2 separate regions of the Zea mays genome follow, and region 1 is linked to region 2. Evidence: chromatin contacts called from public Hi-C data. All regions are on one chromosome and are shown on one strand. Each heading gives the region's core, a stretch centred on a gene start, on an enhancer-like site or on the middle of the called end of the contact. The rest is flanking DNA. Distances are from core to core; before and after follow the strand shown. Region 1 holds the start of LOC100191266. Region 2 holds the start of LOC100191808.

Evidence for each region. A called contact is a pair of places that touch in the nucleus more often than the background predicts.
Region 1: a contact with region 2 is called in a Hi-C map of leaf, with 4 times the contacts expected there. The contact joins the promoter of LOC100191266 here to the promoter of LOC100191808 in region 2. A contact is called at or near these places in 3 of 25 Hi-C or Micro-C datasets (ear, leaf and tassel).

The regions. Positions count from the first base shown.
Region 1 is chr3:157,721,117-157,727,475 of Zm-B73-REFERENCE-NAM-5.0, reverse strand. LOC100191266 reads left to right here and starts at 3,089. Exons shown (of 5, transcript NM_001136700.2): 1 at 3,089-3,360; 2 at 3,703-4,082; 3 at 4,444-4,539. The coding sequence starts at 3,246.
Region 2 is chr3:157,500,280-157,505,718 of Zm-B73-REFERENCE-NAM-5.0, reverse strand. LOC100191808 reads right to left here and starts at 1,439. Exons shown (of 3, transcript NM_001153668.2): 1 at 1,175-1,439; 2 at 868-943; 3 at 1-589. The coding sequence starts at 1,204.

The DNA.
Region 1 (6,359 bases), core at 1,840-4,339, 220 kb before region 2:
TCGGCGTGGCTTGGACATGGTGGTGGCCGACTCGACGCTTGGGGGCGCGCGCGGCACATGGGTGGCCACGCACTGGCGTGTCAGCCTATGTCGAACACGTGGTCGGGTTTCGTGAGCCCATTTTCTTGCGTGTATAGTCACAAATCCGTGGCCAATCTTGCTAAGATTTTTGTACATGGCACCTTCTCCTCTCCCTAAGCTAACTCTTTTGTATGGAGGTTATGAGATTTGGTCCACTGGGTTGTGAGATATGGGAGGCGAAAAGTCGGTCTGTGTCACAGCCACAATCCGAGGTAAAACTTGTGTCCTATCATGTCAAACATTTTGGCTTTGAGTTCAATTTTTTCAAGGGCATGCCTAGAGTAGTTTGGTGCCCCTTAGTTAATTGGAGCATATGGTTTTGAGTTTTGGAACTAAATGAACATGTAGGGTTTAGTTAGGGGTTGAATTTTTAATTAAAGAAAAACTTGATTTTCCTCCCCCTTCTCACTCATGTTTGATATGTTGAGGGGTGTTGCCTAACCTTTTTGGGGCATCACCATTAATAATTTGTAGGTTAATTAGTGAGCTTCAACTTTTATTAATGGTCCCATTCATGATTAAGGAATTTGATAGGTTTCCATGATCACCTTTGCTTGATGCTTTCTTTTGGTTTTAAGGGTTGGACTTAGGGTTTGATCACTTGCCCTTCTTGGAGTGGTGTGGTAAGGCTAAGGTAGACCCTTTAGGATGTTTATCACTTAATTATAACCTTGATTCATAAGCATGGTGACCTTTGCCCATAATAATTCACATGTGATAATAGGTTTAAGAGTAGGTGTTGAGTAAAACCCTAGAGCTAACACCTGAGGTGTTACATAAACCTTCCACCAGAGTCCTCTAATAAGTTTAGGAAGATTTGAGGGTCGTCCCCTTGTGGTCGTGATAAACACTATGGTTGTGACTTGATGGCATGCAACTTCTTCACTACTAACAATGCCTCCATTTGACTAGAGGAGATGGTGATAATACTATTGGGTCATGGCATCTTGTCAGGGATAAGAACCTCGTTCACTACAGCACATCGGTCAGCGAGAGAAGAAAGGAAACGTCTGCCCTGGAAGCACCCGCCCCTAGATGAACCCCACGACACCGAGCTCGGGGTCAGGCATGGCGAAGCTAAACAGGGGCCTAGTGAACCGAAGGGAAATCACTCGAGTGGATCCCTCACCCGGTCCAAGACCGACCCGCCATAAGTGACTAGCCACATTAACTACGCCGGCGCCAAGCCACGATGAAGCGTTGTTCCGCCACCCACTCATGGCCTATGAGCCCCTTGGGTTGCAGCGCACTCATAACCTACGAATCCCTCAAATTGTGATGAATTTATGGCCCACACGCCCCCAGCCTGCGACTTATTCATGACCTATCGGGACTATGCCTGAGTGCGCAGACTGCCTCCAGGGCACAACAAGACAAGTCGCGCAGAGGCTCAGGCTATGAAGGCCAGGGGTCGACATAGATCGAATGATGGTGCTCGGGCCCCACACTGCTCACATTGTTCGCTATAAAGAACATGAGACAAACAGGCGACCCCGAGGCTCACAGACGCATGTAGTTTTACCGAGGTAGGATGCTCGGTTTTACCATGGCCCGATGACTCCTTATTGAGGAAGCCACCACTAGCCGACCCCCTCATCAGCCTATTAAATGAGGAGGTCCGCCCCGTCACACCTGATTTTAAAGGAAAAACCGAATGCATAGCATATGTATGCCAGGAACTATTTCCACACATATGTTGACGTCACAAGTTTAATATATCAAAGGAACAATGCATGACAGTGTAAATAAAGATTATAATAACATATTACACTCGAATCTGAAAGGGAAATAGACTTAAACATTTCCTATAATCGTTTTTGGTGTTTGACGTCCATCACAAACCACGTGGACTAACTAGTTTGCCTAGTTGATCATTTCTCAGGTGCATAAGTTTATCTACAACTATTCTAAGTCGACTGTTCGGAATACCGTAGATTATTCCGGACATGAGAAGATTTTTTTGAAAAATACCTATGCGCGGACCGTCCGGCCCCTTGCGTATGACCGTACGCGACACCAGGGTGAGCCTCGGGCAGGAACACTGCAAAAACACAAGTTAACACTGCGGGCCGTCCAAAGGAGAAGCAAGCACCGTCCGAGACCAAGCGCGGACCGTCTGGCATCAGGCGCGGACCGTCTGATCGTTTAAAACTAGAAAAACCCGAGAATTGACGGGTTCGGTAAAATGCATTTTTAGCGTCCACGTGGACCATCCGGGGTGCACGACCGGACCGTCTACGACTGCTTTATCCGACATCTGACGACGCATTAAATGCTGTATATCCGTTGATATAGCCGTTACTGCTGACCGTTGCGATTTTAGCCGTTGATGTGCAGGGGCGGACCGTCCAGACCAGGAGCGCGGACCGTCCGCGCTCAACAGAATTGGAGCAACAGCTATGAAGTGGTTGGCGGCTATAAATACAACCCCAACCACCTCCATTCAACACATCCAAGCACTCCACTCATTCACATTCAATACAAGAGCTAGCAATTCAATCCAATACACACTCAAAGCTTCCAATCTCTCCAAGTCCCATAATTAAGACAAGTGATCATTAGTGCTTAGTGAATTGAGATAGTGTGATCCGTGTGTTATTTGTCACTCTTGTTGTTTGGTTTAATGTGTTTTCTAGGTGATCAAGTAAAATTTTCACATAGGTACACCTACCCTTTTTTAAGTTTTAAGCATCATACCCACGGTTAAGGTGGTAAGGCGAGGTAAAGCGGTCGACTTCCTTTTTAACTTTTAAGCGGTAAGGCGAGGTACTAGCATGTAAATATAGAAATATATAGGAATATAATCTTAAATAGGTTTATTGATTTAATAGAGAAGTAAAAAAAAAGAAAAAAAGAAAACAGTTAAGATTAAGGTTATATGGGCCACCAGTTTCCCGGTCCATGCTAAACTCACCCTGCAGCCGCCACCTCATGAACTCACCCTGCAGCACCCTCAGGCCTCACCGCCTCAGCTGCCACCCTCACCCTGCATCCGAGAGAGAGAGAGGAGAGTTGCCGCCGGAGGGAGGAGGTCGCCGCGGAGGGGAGGGGCTCGCCGGTAGGGGACATCGCCGGCGCCTGGAGAGCTCGTGGAGGGGACAGCCACCGTCACCGCCAGGAGACAAGCGCCGCCGCCGCTAGGAATCAGGAGACAAGCGAGCGCGATGGTGAGCTCCGCACTGAGGCGCTGTCTCCCCTGCCATGCCTCTCTCTGTCATGCCTTCCCTCCCCATCCGCTGCTGGCCGCTGCCGGCGTCTTCCGTCGTTCATTCCAGTCCGGTGAGCATCCAACCCTCTTCTGTTCCTGTTCCTTCCTGGCCTCCCATGAGTGGTATCTCTTGAAACAAAAGATACCACACATGGGAGGTACTCGTGCTGTGTGATGCCCATAGTTGTTATACTTGCGTACCTTTCCCTAAAGTTGGTTATAACAGTAAGTTGAATTGAATGACCCTGGACATCTAGATCTGATGTGAATTTTGTCTAGCTTTCTCGAGCTAAAGACCATCATTTCCTTATACTTCTGGTGTAATAATGCTTTAAGAGTGAAGAATTGACTCTTGAATAGTCTCAATCAAGCCGATTTTGATATGCCTTTCTGGTTTGACTGTTTCTGTGCAGGGGATGGTGAGACTATGGACGAATTCGAAGAACGGTTGTTTGGGGGCAAGGACACAGACAAAGGATCACTCTACGAGAAGCTCGATAGGGCTGAGAACACTGGTAGGAGATACAATTTTGGGTTGTCCAAGGGTGGTTTCACTAGGTTAAGTGACAGTAGCAGCTCTGGTTTCCCTGGGTTTCCTGCATCTAGCGACAGGAGCAGTTCAGGATGGATGGATGGTTATGATTCTTTTAATGATGGCTTAAATGATACAATTGCTAATGCGGCACGCAACATCCAAATGGAGGAGGACGAGGACGTCGACGGTGACTGGGAAGATGACTTTGAGTTCAGGCCTGATGTTCGGTTTAGGCGAGGTTCAACGTATTCTGTTCGGGTAAGCAGTAGTTTGGTTTGTCAATAAATAGACAAAATTATCCGAGTTGTCTAAAATCTTTTGCAACCTATATGTTTTTGTTATCTACTTATCTTGTGCAAGCATTCATGAATTAGTGTATAAGTGTGTGGGCTAGAAATGTCTGCTATGCTAAAATCACAGTAAAAATCGTGTGTTTTACTATCAGATATTTGTTAACAAAATGAGAATTTCATTTCAAATACGCGGAAATACTCTTTATAATACCAATATACCATGTGTACTTTACAAATTTCTTTCTTCATTTATTAGTTTATTTGCTGATCTGCCCATGTGTGGTTGCTATTATAATGCCTTATTTCATTCAATCTGACAAGTGTAGGACCTTGACCTTAGAAAACCTGCAGCCGCAAAGAACCCTCCTAGACGACAGTTTGAAACAACTACAGCGGAGGTACTGAAGAAGGCTGATTTTAGGGTGAGTATGTCTGCCTGAACACAAGGAAAATTACTATGGTTGCTATTTTATATTGAAATTTGTATTTTGCTGTGGTCTATGGCTTTGTAAATTCTAGGGCTGCTAGGTAACAAAAAGTTCAGGAACACAAGGAGTCTATGCTGACCTCTTTTGTGCCACAAGTCTATGTTGATCTCAAAATCGTACTTTGTTTTTTTTTTAAATTAGAGGTCATAGCCTTGATGGCACCGCCCAAAATCCATTACAAATTTACTGTCAATATATGAATTTCCCTAAAATATCTTCATATGTATGTCTAGAGCATGACTAGTAATCACTGCTAAGTGCTAACTTTAAACATGTTTGGTCTGACATTTTCTTCTGATTTTACTACTTATGTTTGAATTTAGCAAATTCAAGACAGTTCATTGCAATAAAGTACATGCTAATCACTGTGCAACAACGACACCAAAAGCCTTTCAGTCCCAAGCAATTTGGATCATATAACATAGTAGGTCTTATGGTCGTCCTATAAAACTTGCCTTTTAGACGATGCTTGATAATCACTTGCCCAACACCTCGCCCTGCTAGCCCCATTACCTGATTTGGCTGCTGCAGCCACCATCGTCATGGTAGGGGGGGGGTGCCCCATATGACATCTGTCGACATTTGAATGGAAGGTCATTGTCGGCTCGACCTATGTTTCAATTGCAACGAAAAGCGAGCGCAGTCACAACTGCATGTGTCAGTGTCTGTTCTTGTTGGACTTGGCGGAGGCCAACAAAACATTGAAACGCTCATGGGTGGAGTTTTGACTTTTAAACATAAGAAAATATCAATATATCACAATTTGCGGTGGCGGACGAGTGGATGAGAGCAGGGGAGCACTAGAGCAGAACGACGATGGCGCCACAGTGGATGGACAACTAGCCACATAGTCGCAAGACAAAGACCAGTTTGGGGCTGCGCCCGCCACCTCGCTTCCCCTGTCTCCTCCTGGAGCCGGCGAATAGTCGGGAAGGCGGGACCTTTAGCGGCGGGACTACAGATGTGAGCACATGGTGCCGTCGGGTCTTGAGCGAGTATGATAGGGCAAGCATGTGGGGCGGACTGGACTGGGCCCAAAGAAGCTAAATTTTCACTCTGGTGTGTATGAGGAGGACTAAAACACTTCAAACGTTGCGTTTTATGGTTTACGACCATTAAACACTAAAACACGACATTTTACAGATGCAAAACGTCGGTTAAGGCCTAGTCCTGTAACATTTTAGCGTCTTAGCCTTTAATCAGCGTTTTGGCGTTTAAACGTTGTTTAAACGATGTTTAAATAACTATGCGAACGATGACGATGTTGTCTTCCACGACCCCCACACTATGTAGTCACTGTCGCATATATCGCTCCATGTGATCATGGGCGTCCGCACCAGCGACACCATGCGAGTGCACCTCCAAATGGACCACATTGGGCTCTGCGCCCACATCGACTTGGGATCGTCGCACAACTTCATTGTTGAGGAGGCCGTCTGTCGCACTAATCTCCCCATGGTCTACTGTGGCTCCACATCTGTCACGGTGACCAATGGCGAGTGTCCCCATGCATTGGTGTGTCTCGAGGGATGTCTTTCTCCATCGATGATGAACACTTCTCTGCTGACTTTTTCATGCTACCCATGGTAGGGTATGACATGGTGTTGGGTACCCAGTGGCTTGCCCTAGTTAGGTCCATCTTGTTGGACTTGTGGCCCTCACCATGTCTTTTTGGCACAAAGACCATCAGGTCTGCTGGCAAGGTGCGGTTTGGTAGGTTCCCCAAGTCTCTGCTCTTGTTGGGGATGCGACCT
Region 2 (5,439 bases), core at 190-2,689:
GGCGGCGGCATGCGGCTCACGTAGCCCCCACCGACGCCTCGGTGGTCGTACTCCACAGTCACTCTGGCGTCCACGGGCTGCCTCTCCTCCATCTCCGCCGTATGCTGCTTCGATTTCGCTTTCCCCTTCGCCTCGCTGGGTCCTTGCTGCGCCGGTGCCGGTGCCGCGGCCGTATCGTCGCCGCCGCCGACGTCGTCGGCGCTGGCGTTTTCTTTGCTGTCCTGGGCCGCCGGATTCGGGGCCTCTCCTCCGCCGGCGCTCGGCTTGGGCTCCGGCGGCGAAGGTAGCGGGTTGCTCGGCTCCGCCGCGGCGGCCTCGGCCGTGTCGGCGGCGGCGCCGCGCTCCTCGGCAGGTTCGCTGGGTCGGCCCGGCTCCGCAGGCTGGTTGTTCTTGGGCTCCTCCTGCCTTTGGCTCTCAGCTGGTGGTACTGGTGCCGGCTGCTCCTGCTGCTGCACCGGCTGCTCCGGCCACAGCTCCGCCTGCTTGCCGGACTTGCGCAGCTTGGCGACCAGCATGTAGGGGTCGAGCTCCGTCGAGACCGTCGCCACGACCTTGTTGCTCCGGGCATCGATTTCGCATCGGTACACGCCTTGAACAGGATCAAAAACAACACAAACTCAGCACCTTCACCCGATCAAACTGTCCCAGAGACTTGCCATCGACTTTGTTTCGTTATTTTACCGATTAGAAAAAAAACAAGAACGAGGCCGGCAATTGCTTGCAAAAAAAAAAAGGCATGTACTAGTGCTGAGTAGGTGCTGCAATCGAAGGCAAGGAGCTGTGTAAGCAAGGCCTTGGACAATGCCAAGCTACGACGTGTGGGTGGTAAACTGAAAGACCCGCTAGCTAAGAGCGTGCGACGCGTACCGCTGATGTTCTGGAGCACCTTCTTCACCTTCTTCTTGCATCCTTGGCAGTGAATCGACACCCTCAGCGCCACAACCTGAATTAAAACAGGACACACAGTCACAGACGGATCGCTGAGAAGAAGAAGAATCAAACAGAAAGAAGAAGAAGATGAAGAAAATAAAAACAGTGGCTGGACCGCTGGAACAGGAATCAGACAAGCTGAAGAAGAAGACCAATTGCGCGCTCTGCAAACATGTACCAGAACTGGAACTCGATCGGGTCCAGGGAAAGAGATTAAAGAGAGAAGAGGAGAGAACATTGGTACCTGGCACTCTATAGGCTCTGATGAGGCCATGAGAGCGAGGCGAGGAAGGTGCTCGCAGGAGGAGGAGGGGAAAGTCAAGTGCGCCCCTCCTGGACCTGGAGTCGTCGTGAACTGATCGGAAGCGCGGAGGGAGAGAGCTTTATACCCCGCACTAGTTTAGTAGTGATAACAACGAGTGAAAGGAATCGAAGCAACCGCCATATATACGGAGAACGAACGAATAGTGCTGAGCTGAGCTGCTGAACACCTTTGGTGGCTTTAACAAATGAATGGACGCACCACGCTCTTGGAGAGGCTGGCTGGCTGGCTTTGGGAGGAGGTAAAGATGGCCGTGAAAGTGAGACCAAGCGTATGGAGGTGGACATCCATGCATGGTTCACTAGTGCTAGTCCTAGTCGTCTTCTTCTTCCTTTCTTTCTTTCGGAGCTCATCATGAGCTGTACTACAACACTGTGTAGTCATGATGCCAACTAAAGCGGCTTTTTCTTTCTTTCTTTTTGCACTTTTGCTAATTGTTGTTGCTGTCTTGCTCAACTGAGCTACAACTAAAGAGATTTTTCCTGCTGTGCCGCTCTTCACCTTCCTTCTCCTCCTCCTCCTCCTCCTAGCTCCTCCTGTTTTCTTTTCCGTGAGACCCAGCAGGAGGCGTCATTGGGCAACAATTTAGATCCGTGCAGCACGTGGATTTGGATTCTTCATCTGGAGATTTAGTTGTGCTGGTATGTGTAGGTCTTTGGTTTGGACTTTGGCATGGCACCATACAAAAACCGCTAGCTAGCCATATTATATGCTCTCTCTCTCTTGTCGACGCATGCATGCTCTTGCCTTGGAACCATAGAATTATATAACCAAAAGAAAGGAAACAAAAATATATACGAGGCGTGCTTTTAGTAACACAAAGCCTTTTTCTTCATAACGTAGTAGTACGTTTTTCACTTGTGAATGGAAACAAGCAAAAGCGAAGCAAGGCAGGCAGCAGCAACTCGATCGCTGACGAAGGAGATGACGGCGATGAAAAAAAAAATACAACGACGACGAAACACAAGATGACAAAGAGGAGGAAGACGACTACAAACAAAGTGTCATTCTATTTGTTCCCTCCCCTCCCCTCCCATGGTCAGCAGGATTATTACGACAACCCCTCCCATGCAATCATGCATGCATGGGCCATGATGATGGCTAGCTTCTTCACTGCAGCTCTCATGCAATGCAACCGAGGGTACGGTTAGTGGTGGCCGGCCTCCACCTCCGTCGTCACGCCAGTCGCCGGCCGCCCGCGAAACACCAGAGGAAAGATTGGCCACTGCATGCAACGCGATGCAAGTGCATCTTGTTAAGCTGTTATGGGTTTCGTTTGCCCGCCCGCCGTGCGTGCAGAGGAAGAGTTTGTTCCGCTGCTGCCTCGTCACAAAGCGCCTCGTGTGGTGTGGTGTGGTGTGGTGTGGCGTGGCGTGGCGTGGTGTCGCGCTTTCTTCAGTTTCCCATGGAGAAGAAAGCATCGATTCCACGTCCCGGCCCGGGAGGAAGAAGCCTTTTTAATTTTCGACGACGCACCGTATTTGCAAAAGGTGAGTTCTGGAGTGATCTGGAATTCGTTTTTGTGTGTTTGCAGGGACGTGGGAGGAGACCTAGCTAAAATATGGCTGCCTTTATTTGGTTATGGATGCCATTTTTTCAAAAAAAAAAAGAAGTGTGCTTATTATTTGGTCGGCCAAACAGAAAGATACTGTTAGGCGATCACACACTCGTAAGTAGAAATGACAACGGGAAATTTCATGTCGTAGAATAGCTCTCTATCTCGTTTTTATGATGAAAAAGATTTTCTCATGGAGCTTCCCACCACGAACTATTATGGGGGATATTTCTTCCATATCCACGTTCCTCTACGAACATAAATCTCTGACAGGATCTCCGTCCTCGTGTAAATTATAATAGAATATATATCATTTGTTATCAATACAAAACATTGTTAGATATAAAAAAATCAATATATATACATCAAAATAAATATATTTGTATACTGAGTGATTTCTTGACAAGCTAATTGTTTATTTTTATTTTTAATTATTATACGAAAATATCCTCACATATAAGTTTAACTAGTCACCGTGGGTAACGGGAATAGTGAATGCTCCTGTCCCTATTATTTTTATCCGTCGCATAAGAAATTTTCTCCGTTTATATCAGGCGGACTGTCCGGCCCTGAGGCCGGACAGACCGCACGTGCGCAGAGCAGTTTAGGGTTTCGAGTTTTGTGCTACGGTTGTTAGCTAGATTCACGGAAATAACTCGGAAATTAGTTTGTAAAGGGTCCAGCCCCCTCCTCTATAATATAGAGAGGTATACGGCCGATTTGTAATCATCAATCGAATCAATAACACTTCTATTTCGCATTTATTTCCTAAGAGTAGTTCTAGTTTAGCCTTCCGATCCCCAAATTCTTCGCTTCTCTTCAACTCTACGTCGATTAGAGGAGTCTAGGTCAGCCTGCCCGGGCCTAGACAACTCCTAGGATCTCTCCTCCCTGACGGGGTCCCTCCCGGGAGCGAGATCCAGGCGCCGCCGACGATCTTCCGCCCCCCTGCGCACGCGCGGACCATCCGGCCCCAGGGCGCGGACCGTCCGGTCGTCAGGCAGGAACCCTAGCCTCGCACCAGACCGCGGACCGTCCGGCCCCTACGCGCGGACCGTCCGCCCCTGTGCAGAGAGCACCGCTGCTGGTTCGTGTTGAGTGTTTGGCGCTCTAAAAAGGTGTCAACATACTTTTTGGCGACTCCGCTGGGGAAAACACATCTAGACATATCAAATCGGCCCTCAATGGCCGGTTCAAGGGATAGTTCTGAAGTCTCCCCCAGCAACATTATAGAGCCGACTTGGGAAACCTTGCCGGTCGACGAACAGCTCCAGTTCGAGGAGCACAAGGAGCAGCTGATCCAGGAGGCAAAAGCAAAGTTCTTGGCCAACTTCAAAGTGGACAGGAACAACAAGGTCGTCCAACAACGGGCGACGGATCCGGCTTCGCTTCGACCCACACCAGATATCCCCAATGTAAGTAATACAAACGAGCTGCAATCTCTTAAGAATTATGTAGATGAGCAGCGAGAACAAATGCAAAATATCATAGGGGGTATGCAAAACGACTATAGGATACTAGCACGTGCATTTGATAAATCTAGCATTGCAAATTTTCCTTCGCACGAGGTTGAGTTAGGAGGTAACACACGTAATACATCGGCTATAGGTTGTCACGACCAACCCCTTTATGGGATGCCGATGGACACGTACCCTGAGCAAACGCAAATCGGCAGTAAATCAGCCGATCTACACATGTCCGGACCGTTCGCCCGTGATCGCAAACCGTCCGAGCCAGCCACAGTCGGGCCCATTTTTAATGAGTTACCCAGACATGCACCCGAGCCACCACATATGGCACAGAATCTGAACTACCTAGTCGGACCGTCCGCATACAACGATGGACGGTCCGCATATAATCACGGACAGTCCAGGCCAATGTCCGGATAGTCCGCACACATGACCTTTTTGAGGAGGATTGTTACCTGAATCCTCACCCGTCCCAGCAACCCTTCCCATCACACTATGCAATGCATCAGCCCATTAATTCAAGATCCAGAGCCTAGGAAAGCTTTCCGGCCCCACCTAGTAGGCCGGAAAGGAACGATCAAACCTATGAACCATATAGGGCAAGTGGCAATGCACCACATAACCAGTGGGGGGAAGACAACACGCTAATTTCCAGCCAACCCCACCTATGTTTGACTAGAGAGCCGGTGGTCTTGCACCGGCTGCCACTGATATAGTAAGAGAGGAAATAGCTGGGACGTTCTGAGATAAGCTCGGAGTAAGCATGGTCCATGGGGGGCAATCATATCGGAAACCTTATGACAGGCGATTTGATCACCACCCATGCCCACAGGGAACCATGATACCCGAATTCGTAAAATTTTCGGGTGACCAAGGAAAAAACACGCACGAACACATAGGCCAGTTTTTAGCACAGTTAGGGGAATTGGCCGACATAGAAGCATTTCACGTGCGTTTATTTTCATTATCTTTAACATGAACCGCGTTTGCATGGTACGCCACTTTACCTCTAATTCTATTTTGTCATGGGGGGATTTAGAACAAAAATTTCATGACCACTTTTTCTCTGGTGACTATGAGTTAGATTTGGTAGATTTAGTGTCCTTGCGACAAGCGAAAGGTGAATCGGTTAATGATTACATCCGGAGATTCCGAGATACAAG